Linked DNA regions of Mus musculus: region 2 is linked to region 1. Evidence: chromatin contacts called from public Hi-C data. All regions are on one chromosome and are shown on one strand. The core of a region is the stretch at or near the end of the contact, and the rest is flanking DNA. Distances in the headings are between cores, read along the strand shown.

What was found. A called contact is a pair of places that touch in the nucleus more often than the background predicts.
Region 2: a Hi-C map of uterus shows a contact between it and region 1, with 11 times the contacts expected there. The contact joins the promoter of Ormdl3 here to the promoter of Snf8 in region 1. A contact is called at or near these places in 3 of 484 Hi-C or Micro-C datasets (CD4 T cells, neutrophils and uterus) and 1 of 115 datasets of contacts at active chromatin or transcription factors (astrocytes).

Annotation. Positions count from the first base shown.
Region 1 is chr11:96,029,771-96,036,491 of GRCm38.p6, forward strand. Snf8 (SNF8, ESCRT-II complex subunit, homolog (S. cerevisiae)) reads left to right here and starts at 5,115. Exons shown (of 8, transcript NM_033568.3): 1 at 5,115-5,297; 2 at 5,549-5,599. The coding sequence starts at 5,244. Gip (gastric inhibitory polypeptide) reads left to right here. Exons shown (of 6, transcript NM_008119.2): 6 at 937-1,058. The coding sequence ends at 946. It overlaps Gm24949 (a small nucleolar RNA gene), which reads left to right and starts at 2,908; the gene lies at 2,908-3,122.
Region 2 is chr11:98,585,015-98,591,965 of GRCm38.p6, forward strand. It overlaps Ormdl3 (ORM1-like 3 (S. cerevisiae)), which reads right to left and starts at 2,231. Exons shown (of 4, transcript NM_025661.4): 1 at 2,114-2,231.

The DNA of each region.
Region 1 (6,721 bases), core at 3,865-6,364:
ACCATCAGCTAGGTTCTGCTCCAGAGTGAGGGTCGAAATACTGTGGAGTGACCCATGTACCCTATGGTGAAGAGGATCTCCACTCAAAACACAGAAGCCCAAACTCACCCAGACTTCCTGGGAGCTGGGGAGGGGTGGAGGGAGGGAATCTGGGTGCTTTCCAGAAGGTAAAGAGGGAGAAGAGAGCTTACTGGGTAGAATGCTCACTGGACCGGACATGGTGGTGCACACCTTTAATCCCAGCACTTAGAGGCAGAGGCAGGCGGATTCCTGTGATTTAAGCTCAGCTAGGTCTACAGAGTGAGTTCCAAGACATCAAGAGAAAATAGGAAAACCTTGTCTTAAAAGAAAAAAAAAAGTGGACAAAGGCTGGAGCGATGATTCAGTGGCTAAGCCCTCGCTGTTCTTCCAGATGACCTGGGTTCTGTTCCTAGCACCTATTTGATGGCTAACTGCCATCCACAGCTCCAGTTCCAGAGGATTCTCTTTGGAGCTCTATAGGCATTGTATGCACATTGTACACATGCATTCAAGTGGACAAAACACACAAACACATAAAATAAAAGGAAATACGTCTTTAAAAAATTAGAGTGGCTATCAACCTGTGGTCTGTACTTATAGGCATGTGCACACACACACACAGACACAGACACATGTGTATACATACATGCATATGATGTACACACACAGATACAGATACACAGATAGATAGACAAGAGAACATGATCAAGCCAGTTCAGAGGACAAATCCCTGTCAGAAGGTGGGGGTGCTGTCTTGGTACTTTTGTGAAAGATTTTGACTACTAATCAATCACCGAGAAAGGTCATTTACAGATAGGAGTGGTTTGTCTATGCCTGGACAGCAGGATAAATTTGCTGTGCTGACTCCAAGTTGGTAACTCCCTCCCTCTTTTTTCTTGTCTCCCCTTCTTCCAGGTCTCAGTGACTGACCTAGCCCAGAGCAGGACTGGACTCTGACCTTAGCTTGCTTGGCTCCTGCTTCCGCCCTGGTCCAAAGTCTCTGAGAGAACCAAACCAATAAAGCCTTAAGCTGAAGTAAACCTTGGTGTCCATGGTGAAAACTCATTCAAATGTCAGCTGAGCACTCGCAGGGCATAGCCATGTGTATCTTGGGTGTGTCCATGCCTCCCAAGGAAAAGGGACACATCAACTTATTCCTCTATGCCTCCTACAACCATACTAGAAACGACATAGACAAGAGGGATTCTGACTAACTCACTGTATACAACAATGAAGCACACAGACACAATGGCAGCCCTGATTGCTAACAAAGTCACCAGCCTGTAATAACAGTGCTGAGGAAGGGAAGGCAGGAGGATCAGGAGTTCAAGGACAGACTTGGCTACATGAAACTGTCCTCATGTCTCAAAAGCAAGCAAATAAACCCAATAGGAGAAGGTTCTTCGACTACATGGGCCTTTCAAGTTGCTGGAACAACTTGTGCCAGCAAGCCTTGATCTTTAAACACACGAACACACTACTAATCACAGCACGCTGAGTCACATGGAGAAAGACAGAAAAGTCTTTTCTAGATGGAATGGAGTAAGAACATGTCATTTAAGCGGAGACTGGGAGGACAAAACTGTAAATAAGTGGGTTGGAGAGACCTCTCAGTGGTAAGACTGAGAGGACCAGAGTTCAGTCCCAGAACCCTCATCCAGTGCCTCACAATGGCCTCTAACTCTTGCTCCAGAAGACACAACATCCATTCCTGGCCAAAGAGGGCACACACACAAACTTGTGTATATCCACACAGACACACACATTTTACATCAATTAGAAAGCTACGTGTGCCAGATGTGGTGGCGCACACCTTTAATCCCAGCTCTTGGGAGGCAGAGGTAGGCAGATTTTTGAGTTAGAGGCCAGCCTGCTCTACATAATGAGTTCCAGGACAACCAGGGCTATACAGAGAAACCCTGTTCACGAAAAACAAACAAACAAACAAACACACACACAAAAACAAAAAACAAAAAGAAAAAAGACTATGTTGGGCTGGAGAGATGGCTTGGCTTAGGAACACTGGCTGCTCTTCCAGAGGTCCTCAGCTCTACTCCCAGCAACCACATGGTGGCTCACAACCAAAGCCAAACCATCTATAATGGGATCTGATGCCCTCTTCTGGTGCAGCTGGAGGCAGGTTTAGTGTGTGTGTGCATGTGCACACAACACACAACCAAAACTATGTCAATAAACAAGAAGATGAGCAACAGGAAATACAGCATGAGAGTGAGTGAGGAGGCAGAACCAAAGCCTTAAAGGATGGTAGGGTTAGACGAGGCATGAAGATTGCTGAGAGTTTGAGCAAGCTGGACTATATAGTTGGAGTTAGGATGATGTAGTGGAACTTGTCTCAAAATAAAACAAAATAAAATAAAATAAAGATGAAGGGCATGGCAGCCCACATCTTTAATCCCAGCACTCTGGAGCCAGAGGCAGGTGGATGTCTTTGAGTCTGAAAGCCAGCCTGATTCATGATAGTGAGTTCAAGGCAAGCAAGGGCTACACAGTTAGACTTTGTCTAAAAAGAAAGGAAGGAAGAAAGGAAGGAAGAAACCTGGAGTGATGCATGGCTTTTCTTTTTATTTATTTAAATTAATTAATTAATTAATTTTTTGAGGCAGGGTTTTGTGTGTGTGTGTATCCCTGGCTGTCCAGGACTTGCTTTGTAGACCAGGCTGGCCTTGAACCATAGAGATTTGCCACCTGCCTGTCTCTGCCTCCCAAGAGCTGGGAGTAAAGGCATGGGTCACTACTGCCTGGCATGGTGCATGACTTTAAACCCAGCACCAGAGGCAAGTGGATCTCTGAGTTCAAAGCCAGCCTAGTTTATAAACTGTGTTCCAGGACTATAGAGAAACTCTGTCTTTAAAAAACAACAAAAGGAAGACTATACTTTCAGGGATCATTTCTATAGTTCGTTACTAGAGAAGTTTCTCTGACTGTGTAGAGCACCTGAAACCACGAGGACGAGACGTAGCATCCCCTACTGAGCGTGAAGCCGGCTCTAGGTGCTGCTTGATTGCAGCTGCCTCTTGCCATTGATGATCATTCTTCTCTCCTTCGGGAGGGTGAGAGGGAGGGAACGCAGTCTGAGTGGATTTGGTTTATTAAAAAAAAAGAAAAGAAAGAAAAAGAAAAAAGAAAACAAAAAACCAAAAGGGCTAGAGAGACAGCTCAGCAGTTAACAGCACTGGCTGTTCTTCTGAAGGTCATGAGTTCAAGTCCTAGTAGCCACATGGTGGTTCACACCCATCTGTAATTGGACCTAAGGCCCTCTTCTAGTGTGTCTGAAGACAGTGATGGTGACAGTATACTCACATATACATAAAATAAATAAATCTTTTTTAAAAAATCCTCCCAGTAGAACTGCTGGATCACATGGCAAATATAGTTAAACAACAACAACAAAAGGAAATTTGAAATAAAATTTATATCATATATCTTATATTATATATCATATGTATATTTATGGGGTGGGGTGGCTGGAGGGATGGCTTAGTGGTAAAGAGCACTGACTGTTTTTGCAAAGGATCTGGGGTTCAATTCCCAGCATGGACAAGACACTTTACAACTGTTTATATATCTGGTCCCAAGAGATCTGATGCCCTCTTCTGGCATCTAAGAGCACTGCATACAAGTGATGTACATCCACACTGACAAAACATACATAAAAATACAATTTAAAAACATTTACATTTTTTTTAAGACTTCTGAATTTCTTTTTTTTTTCCTTTTCCTTTTTCTTTTTTTTTTCTGAGACAGGGTTTCTCTGGGATTAAAGGTGTGTGCCACCACCGCCCGGCTTCTTCTTTTTTTTTTTTTTTTTTTTTTCGAGACAGGGTTTCTCTGTGTAGACCTGGCTGTCCTGGAACTCACTCTGTAGACCAGACTGGCCTCGAACTCAGAAATCAGCCTGCCTCTGCCTTCCAAGTGCTGAGATTAAAGGCATTTGCCGACACTGCCCGGCATAAATAAATCTTAAAAAAAAAAAAAGAAGGCAAAGGAAAAGTTTGGATTTACATTTGTGGCATCTTGAATATCTGATGAGAGTGTCAAAGTCTCAAACAGAGTTACATGTTTTCCTCCCTTCGTTTGTGTAATGTATTTCCTCCTAGCCAGCCACTGTAAAAGACTGTCTATAAACATCGTTTTTAATCATAACGATTGTATTTAAAACCTCACCACTAGCTCTTACTAGGCACAACACTGCCTGTGTTAGGGAGAAATTTAGAAGTTCATGCAGTAAGCCTGTCTGCTAGGTGGAATAAACAAACCCTGACTTGATCAAACTTACCTATTGAATTCCTCTGCAGAAATTCTTGAGTTGGGTTAAGATTTTACAGCTAAGGGCCAGGTATGGTGGCTCAAGATGGGGAAGATCTCTGAATTCAAGGCCAGTGTGGTCTACAGAGCAAGTGAATTCTAGGACTGCCAAGGCTACATTGAGAAACTCTGTCTCCCCCTAGCCCACTCCGCCCCCTCCAAAAAACCCAAATTTGAGTCAGACTGTCTGACTCATAGCTAGTCCTATTTCATGACGTTAAGTAATTTAAGGCAGATTCCCGAATCCCTTGTGAAATACAATACCAACTCACGAACTTGAGGGTTTTGAACAAGTATAGAACAAGGCAAGTTGTGCAGTGCGTGGCACAAAACTATCAGATGCTGCCGCCTTTTTTTTTTTGTTAATCTAAGGTTTCGTTTTATTCTCGGTTTTTGCTCAAGGTAGCACCCATGAGTTTGGTGGCTCATGCATTTAATCCCAACATTTGGAGGTAAAGGCAGGAGAACTCTGAATTCGAAGTGAGCTTGGCTTGCATAGTTCCAGACCAACCAACCATGGTTATGGAGAGACCCTTGCTAAAAAAAAAAAAAAAATGGCACCTTCCATGGCCAACACAGCTCTTGGTCATGTCCCTGAAGCATCTGTCGCTCTCCAGGAGCCCACCTTGGTAGGATGCATGGGGAATTAAAATAGGACATGGGGTTAGCGTTTGCGATGTCGTCTGGACTTCCTGGAAATTGGCCCCCAGCTAGGGCGGGGACTGGGGCCCTTGCAAGAAACTCCTCGACTCCGCGGCAGGAAGTGAATATCGAGACTTCCGGCGCGCTCAAATGACGCACGGCACCCGGCTTCCGTGTTGGGAGCTGGCGACAGAACCTGGGACGCGGAGAGCTGGGGTCGGGGCTGCGGGGCGGCCCGCGGGCCCGGGGTGGGGATGCACCGGCGCGGGGTGGGAGCTGGCGCCATTGCCAAGAAGAAACTCGCAGAGGTGAGCGCGAAAGAAGCCGGGATGGAGCCTGCTCTGCCCTCGAGACACTGAATTCTCCCGGAATGGAGTTCTAGTCCCCTAAATCTGTAGAAGACAGGTTTCTCCGGAGCCCAGGGAGGAGTGATTGGAGTGTCAGGAGGCTGCTGGTTAAGTCACTGCATAAGACATATCTTTAATACTAAGGCAGTGGCAGCGCAATGGGAGCCTTGGCGATCACTGTCACAACTCATGCCGGTCTTTTTGTCTGACAGGCCAAGTATAAGGAGCGAGGGACTGTCCTGGCTGAGGACCAGCTGGCCCAGGTGAGTGACTGAAAGGCTTCAGACAGGAAGGGAGATGGACCAGGGCTGGCCAATATACCTTTGGTATAGATCGTCTCCACTGAACTAAAAATAGGATGTCAGGCAAATCCAGATTTAGGGAGAATGGCTAGTAATACTAGCTAAGATTTTTGACTGATTAGACTTGTGCGTTTCCCCTTTTTATTTTATTTGGTTATTGTCTCTTTTTGTTTTTTTTAAAGATGGTGTCTCACTTTGCTGCTAAGGCTGGGCTCCCAGCCTGTCCAGCCTCAGTCTGATCAGAGCAAATGCCACCCTTCCCAACCTTATGGTCATGTTCAATCCTCATTACAATTCCATGTCAACCTAGATTTAAAAAGTTCATCCAGTGATCTGGGAATGTACCTCAGCGTTAGAGCGTTTGCCTGACATGCACAAGTGCTGGAAGCCGTGCTCAACACAGCAAAAATTTAAACTTTCTTTAAAAACCAAAATGATAATTTTTCCTCAGAGTACTGACATTTCGCCAGGCAGAGGTGGCACACGCCTTTAATCCCAGGACTCGGGAAGGCAGGGACAGATGGATCTCTGAGTTGGAGGCCAGCCTGGTCTACAGAGGGAATTCCAGGATAGCCATGGCTATAAAGAGTCACCGTGCTGTCTTGAAAAACAAAACAAAAACGAATGCTGATATCTATCTATTTATTTTTAAAAGATTTATTTATTTAATATATGTGAGTACATTGTTGCTGTATTCAGACACACGAGAAGAAGGCACCAAGATGACATTACAGATGGTTGTGAGCCACCACGTGGTGCGGGAATTGAACTCAGGACCTCTGGAAGAGCAGCCAGTGCTCTTACCCGCTGAGCCATCTCTCCAGCCCACTGATATTTATTTACTAATAACATTGCAGTTGCATTAGGAAAGCATAAGCCAATGGGATTCACCGGCATGTCCAAAGAAGTTGAGACAGAAAGTAAAATTATTAATATTATGAGAGATACTTTGAAATGATAATCTTTAGGCATAATGATTAATAGTAAGAATGGTGGTGTGCAAGGTTGAACAGTCTGCTGGACAGATGCCTTTTTTTTTTTTTTTTTTGGAAATTTTGCTTTATTTGTTTTGTTGAGACCGGG
Region 2 (6,951 bases), core at 981-3,480, 2.6 Mb after region 1:
CTACCTGTGGCCTCCCTCCTACCGCCTCTCTTCTCGGCCTCACCTGACCTCGCTCCCTTCCCAGCATCTGTCTGTGGGTGTGAGGTGACAACACCCCTTTCTTGCCCAGCCCCAGTGGTAGAAGCTCTACACAAGGAACTGAAAAAGGCTACCCTTCATGCCCAGAATACAACAGTAGTAGCCCACAGTGGCCAGAGGGGAGCATGGCTGTCCCCAGATTCCTGAGGGCCCACTTGCTGACCAGCAGAAAGTGGAAATGGGAGGCATCCATGTACTGGCTTACCCTCTCCCACTTTAGTGTCGAGCCTGGGAAAGACACATTACTGAGGCTAACAGCAAGGTGCACAGAAAGAAGGAACAATGGAGAGAGTCTGGAAGTGCCAGCCCAGCTCCCTCACCCTGCTGTAGTCACCTCACCCCCAGACTCAGATGCTATCTCACCCAGCTAGGATTCTGGCCAAGCCTCCTCCACAGGAGCTAGCATTCACTCAGATAAGTTCATTACTTAAGGATAATGGAAGCAAGTTTCCTCTTCTCAAATACCTCGGGAGATAGGACCCACAACAGTTTCCCAACAAACATACCCCTGAGTTGGCCTAGGGTGCATGCAGGTGGACATACGCCAGGGACCAAACTCCTGGCTCATTAAGACAGATAACTGGTCCCAACAGAAACCCAAGGAACTAGAACACCAGTTGTTTACCTTCCTCAGGCCTTAGGGCCCTTAACAGAGCCCACCCCTGGGACATCTACTATGTAACAGCCTCCATGGGAGGGCAGGGACTGAGAGCTAAAGTCTCTGAAAGATCATTAAGGTGAGGAAAAGTTTCCCAAGTCTCGGCAGAAACTGCTGTCCTTCTCCATTACACAGCCCTACAGTGGCACAGCTATAGACACAACTCCCTCACACTGCGGTTCAGTAGTGCCAAACCTCTGGCTGGATCCCAGGACTGCAAGACCCTCCACTCCTTTCTGGCTCTAACAGGGCATCTAAGAGAGCCTAGGTGACCCCACGGGAACTGTCTTCCTAAAGCCTAAGTGCTAGTTGTCTTTTAAAGCAGGTTAGGAACTTCAGGAGACTGCTGCACCCTCTTTCACCATCCTCCCAAAAGTACTCCTGAGACTTTCCTGTGGCTTTGTGTATTTCCATTAGGACACAACTGACCTTTCTCCCAGAAGTGAAGAAATAGGAGACTGGCAGGGGCAGAAAGGTCTGGGGTGACCAGACTGAAAACTGCTACCACAACTGGCAGGTAGCTGGTGTGATTTCATAATCTGCCTCAAATCAGAGCCTGAAGCAACTCCGTCCTGTTAACCACTTTTTTTTTTTTTAAACTTTTGGCTATGGTATAGCTCTTTGCCTCTTTTCCATGCAGGCCCAAGCCAGTCTGTCAGACACTCATGCCAAGACCAGATTACCACCCCCATCTCCTCCCTCCCGCCTTCCCCCCCTCCCCGCGGCGTTAACCATCCGGTAAGCACTTCCCAAATCCCTCCCCAGTTTAAGACTTGCCCTTTATACAGCAAACCTGTTCCCAAGGGATCCCAAGAGGGAGTTCATGCAACACACAATGTCGCTTCCACTCGGCCCACCCTCAATCTGCAGAACCACGGTTGTCCTCGCCAGCCCGACTCCTGGACTCAGGAAAGTGGGTGTGGAAAAAAAAGCAAGCCTCCACGAGTCAGGAGCGAGGGAACGGTGTCCTCGATATCTTGGGAGTATGTGTATGAGAACTCCTTCCACGGGGCCTCCCGCTTCTGCTCTGCAGCCTGGTACCTCGCACTAGCAGTCTGGCCGGGTTCGGGGCCCAACCCCCATCTCCACGCATTCACTCAACCCTGGAGGCAGCCAAACCTTTATCCCTTAAGTCCAGCCGTTCCCCGCCTCCCACCCCCAGCTGCAGCGCTCCTCCCGGATTATCACCCCCGGCCCCCTGCTCCCACTTTCCTCTTTTGGCACTCCTTCGCCTGATGCACGCACTCTCCACCCCCAGCCACCCAGCTCAGGTCTCCTCCTGCGCGGACGCCTCCCCAGCAGCAGCCTTCTCTCCCGGCTCTCCAACCCGTGGAGCCTTCGGGCTTCACCACTCCGATGCCACCCGTCTGGACTCACCGCGCGGGGTTGGAGGTCGAGGGCCCGGGAGAGAGCCCGAGAACCCGGGCCGCGGCCGCTCCAGCAGCTGTAACAAACCAGCGGCGGTGGCTACCCCGCTGGCAGCTCTGGCCGAATCAGCTCCCCGAGCCGGGGCGGTGACGTCACTACCACGCGCCTATCACGTTGTGCCTCTTGGGAAGTGTAGTTTCTAGGCTGCCTCCTCACCGGCCCGCCCGGCGCCTCCTGGGAGTTGTAGGCTTTTCCCTGGTCTAGCTTTTGATCCCACCGCGAGCTTTGGCACCCCGCAGAACGTCCCACCCTGACGCAATAGTGAGATCAGATGCTGTCTCTTTGGTGCGTTAACAATTGTAGCTTTTGCATCTGCGCCCTTCACGTGTTGCACAAGCGGTTTGTCCATGTCCCATCTTGTAGTCGAAGACTTAAGAGTTTTAAGTAACCTGCATTAAGGCCCTGCTAAGATAGCCTGACCCTAAATGCAGAGGTTGTTTTGGTTTGGTTTTTTCCTAACCGTCGCTGCCTGGGCCCCGGATTATCTCCAGAAGCCGAGAAACACTACCCTTTGCCCCGAAGGAGCCCCATTCACTCCCGGGATTACATTTTTCAGGACTTTAGTTGGGTACATGTGTTCAGGGTAGAGACAGGAGCCTGTGGGCATCTTTGGCCCACCTAGTCTTTATGCTTAATCCTTGCTGGTGTAGGTCTGGCCACTCCTGGATCTCCTCCCTACATCAGGTATAAAATAGGATTTATGTCATAGGACGAGACCTTACTAACGTGAGGAGCTTTGAGCTTCTGTCTGAGGTTAATACGTGTAGCTTTAGGTAGGGAGCCTCATTTCTGCAACTTTCATGTCTGGAAGCTCTGAAAAGAAGGGCACAGACTTTATTGCTAGGTACATATAGTGTATGTACATCTTTATTGGCAGAGTAAGCCTGGACAAATGACTTGTCTTAATCTCAGTTTTACAGCTGTCAAAACTTACTCCCAAGGTTGCTTTGATATTTCAAAAGAATGTCATACAAAGCACTTCTTATCTTGTAGGAACGCAACTAGAGTGTTCTTTGGCTCTCCTAGGTCACTCCCACTTTCCACGTCAACAATAGAGGGCCTCCTTTTAGTTGTTTCTACTTCCCCCGCCCACCTTCTCAGTCTCGTGCCCATAAACCCTGGCAAGGCTGGAATGACAGGAATAGATGACGTAACAGATGCCAGCCTGGCTGGCTGTATATGCGCGACGGACTGAACATGCGAGGACTGGAAGGAGAAGGCCTGCCCGGACAACCTGGGGAGCTTTTTCCTTAGACCCGCCCATCATCAGGGAGCTGCCAGAGGGGGTGGGGGCGGGGAGGAATAGCTGTCTCCGGCCGGAGGCGGAGCCCTGGAAGCCAGGAGTGAGTGTATATCTATCTGACTTACCCTGAGAAGTAAAAATGGGCAGCTTCTCAAGTATTCCAGAGGCAGGGGCCCTTCAGATCCGAACATCTAACTAACCGTCCTTCAGCCTCTGTGAGACTGAAGAAGCCTCACAGAGACACCCCCACACTTCCACACTCCCACACCGCACCTCCACCCCCTATTCCCTCCTGCTCAGCCTTAGAGCCAAAACAATGGGGGGGGGGGTGTTTTTGTTTTTGAGTTTTGTTTTGTTTTTTTTCCAAAATGAACTTGCCGGATTCCTTTGATTTTTTTTTTTTTTTCCTGGAATTCTTCCATTGTCCATCAAGTTGGTTGAGCTCTGGATCTTTGCCAGTTTTCTCCCATCTCTGTGAAGTTCAGGGACCAGACAGGGTCTACATCTCAACAAGGCACTCTGACTAATGCAGACTCCATTGGCAAGGTCACTGGCTATGTCATGGCCTATTAATAGCTCCTGTTATCAAGTTGTTTTTTTTTTTTTTCTTCCACAATGGGAATGAACAAAGTTCTGGTTCTTTCTGCCTTGTGGTAAGTTATGGATCACATTCCACTCGAGTTAACTCGAGTCCCTGTCACCATCTCCTCTAATTCATTGCCTCAAGACAACCAAGTCTTCCTCTAGCTGTGACGCCTGAGCACTGTTCAGGAAGAGTGAAAGCACAAGGCACCGGGGAACACGCAATCCCTGGGACAAAAGATTGACACCGTGTGCCAAGGAACTAAATTGTCCATGCCCTGAAGGCATGACTGTATCCACATCTAAGAAAGCAAACCCATTTACAGCACACGGCTCCGTGTGAGAGGTTGTGTATCCCAGCAATGTCTCTAGCAGTGAAATCCTGAGAGCCATGTAAGTGCCCAAGAAAAAAGGGAATGCTCTATCCACACTGGGCAGAAAAATACGAAACCACTTATGGCTGTAGAAACTGTGGCATCATGGGAAAACAGCTGCCGGATGATATGAAAAGATAAGGATAGAGACTTCGAGTTTCTCAGGGATGTCGTCAGCAAAACCTAGGTCAAGGGGCACAGGTGCGTTCTAGGAAGCAGAGGTCGGGCACTCAAAAATTGGAAGTCAACCTGGGTAGCACAGTGAGTCAGTCCTAGGACAGCCTGGGCTACATAGCAAGACTATTTGAAACTCAAGAGCCAGGCATAGGGTCCATGCCTATGGTCCCAACACTCAGGTTTCAGGTTTCGGATCCTGGGAAAGGGACTGAGGTGCCTATTTTACCAAAGCAGAGCTGGCCTTCAGGTTCTCCCAGCATCCCTCTATCCCTACCTGGCATACACTGAGCTTTCTAGCCCAGAGCTTGGCTGCCCTTCCCCCAGAGAGTCCTCCCTATATAATCCAGACATTTTGCTCACTAGATCTCTCCCCCTGCCCTGCCTCTCTCCCTCCCTTCCCCCCCTCTCCCCCTCTTCCTCTTTTCTCTTCTCCTCTTCTCTTCACTCTGGGCATGAGCTCACCCTTTTCTTTTCTCTCCCTGTCCCCAACCTCCCCGCCTCCCCCCACTAGCCACCCCCCCCCCGCCCCGCCCCAGGTGACTTCCCAGGCCTGGGTCCTTGAGGCCAATAAACTTACCCGTCCAAGTGCAGCTTCCCAATAAACCTGCCTTTAATATAATCTAATCTGGCTTAAATGCCTCATTTCACCGGCGGCAGCGGAGAAATAAGTTATCACTCATGAGTAGAAACATAAGCAGGTGGATCTCTGTGAGTTTAAGTCCAGCCTGGTCTACATGGTGAGTTCCATGACAGCCAGGGCTAAGTAGAGAGACCCTATCTAGAGAAACCCTGTTTCTAAATAAATAAATTAATTAAATTAAATATACAAAGAAAGAAAGAAAGCAGAGATAGATATATTATATTCTAAACTATTTGTGAATGGATGATACAATACCTGGATTTACTACAAAATAATTTGGACTGGGGACATGGGAAAATAAACAGCTATAAACTGATAATTATTAAACCGTGTGCAGTGATAATTATTAAACTGTGTGCAGTGATAATTATTAAGCCTGGGAGATTGAGACACAAGACCCCTCGTATTACTTTCTCTACTTTGTTGGCATTTAAAATTGCTCATAATAAAAAGGATTTTGCAAACCTGAGTCTGAATCCGTGCACACACAAAGCAACACTGGAGTGGCGCTAATAAACCCTGGCATCGGGCTTAGCTCGCTGCTCCCTTGGCCACCAGCTGTCTCTGCTCCCTTGGCTGTGTGACCTTAAGTCACTGACCCGCTCTGTACTTCAGTGACCTCATTTCTAAATGGAGATGGTAATGATCACAATAACCTCATTTGCAAAGATCGATGGGGTCGATAAGTGTAAAGTACTTGGAGCAGCCCTGGCACATGGTTAAGTACCCAGTGTGGGTTGTCTGCTATTGGTCCATTCCAGGTTGGAATACTGACGTCTTTACTAGGCAACGGGAAGTCAGCGAAAGAAAAGAGAGACCTTATATTCGGGTGATGGACTACTCGGGATGATCTTTTTCATTCTCCAGTTTCAACCTCTATGTAATGTGATAGAACTTTTAAATATTTTATCAAATGTGTCTTTTTTAAATATCACAAGCTCCGCCTGTCCAGTGCAGGCTGCTCGGTTGGCGGAGCAGCCTGCACACGTTCTCCAGCCTTGGAGTGATCCCATCTGGTGCTGGGAGGCCCTGCTTATGACAAACACATCTACACCCTGGTGGATGGTAGCCAAGATGGCCACCTGCATGCAGAACGGTAGACAGGGAACACATTCTTTGAAAGGAAGCCACAGTAGATGCTGGAAAAAGGGCTACTGGGAAATGGAGACCCATATGTTCTGTCTTGTCGACAGGAGCACTGGGTTACAAATACCACCCCTTCCTCTGCCCCTCTCCACCTTACTCTCTACATCGTGCAGAAAGGCAGGGCTGGAAAGCTGTGTGGGGTTGTGTGTGTGCTTTTGTTTGGGTTGAGGGAGGCACTCCGAGCCTGGAGTGAACTTCCTGGGGACCACTCTGGGGAAGAAGCTAAAGATACAGCAGCAGCCTGCCTCTTACTTTATGCCCTGCCTAACAGTGGGCTATCATGGGCTGCAGAGGGAAAAACTAACCTTCCCAGGCCTCTGGGCCCACAGCCAGTGCCAGGCACCAGAACCTCTCTGTAGAGAGAGTATCTTGTATATTGTATGGCTGTATCACCTGTCCATTAACAAACCTAGGGCATATGGCTTAGGTAGAAAATAAAGATGGGACATCCGGGAGGAGAAAGGGTTCTGGGAGAGAGGCAGGCGGGAGATTCACGGGAAGATGTCACAAGGTGGACACTTGATACCTGAGCACAAGTAACCAGCCACATGGCAGAATGTAGGTTAAAATAAATGGGTTATCTTAAGTTATGGTCCTAGTCAGAGAAGAAGCTGTATGGCCGAGG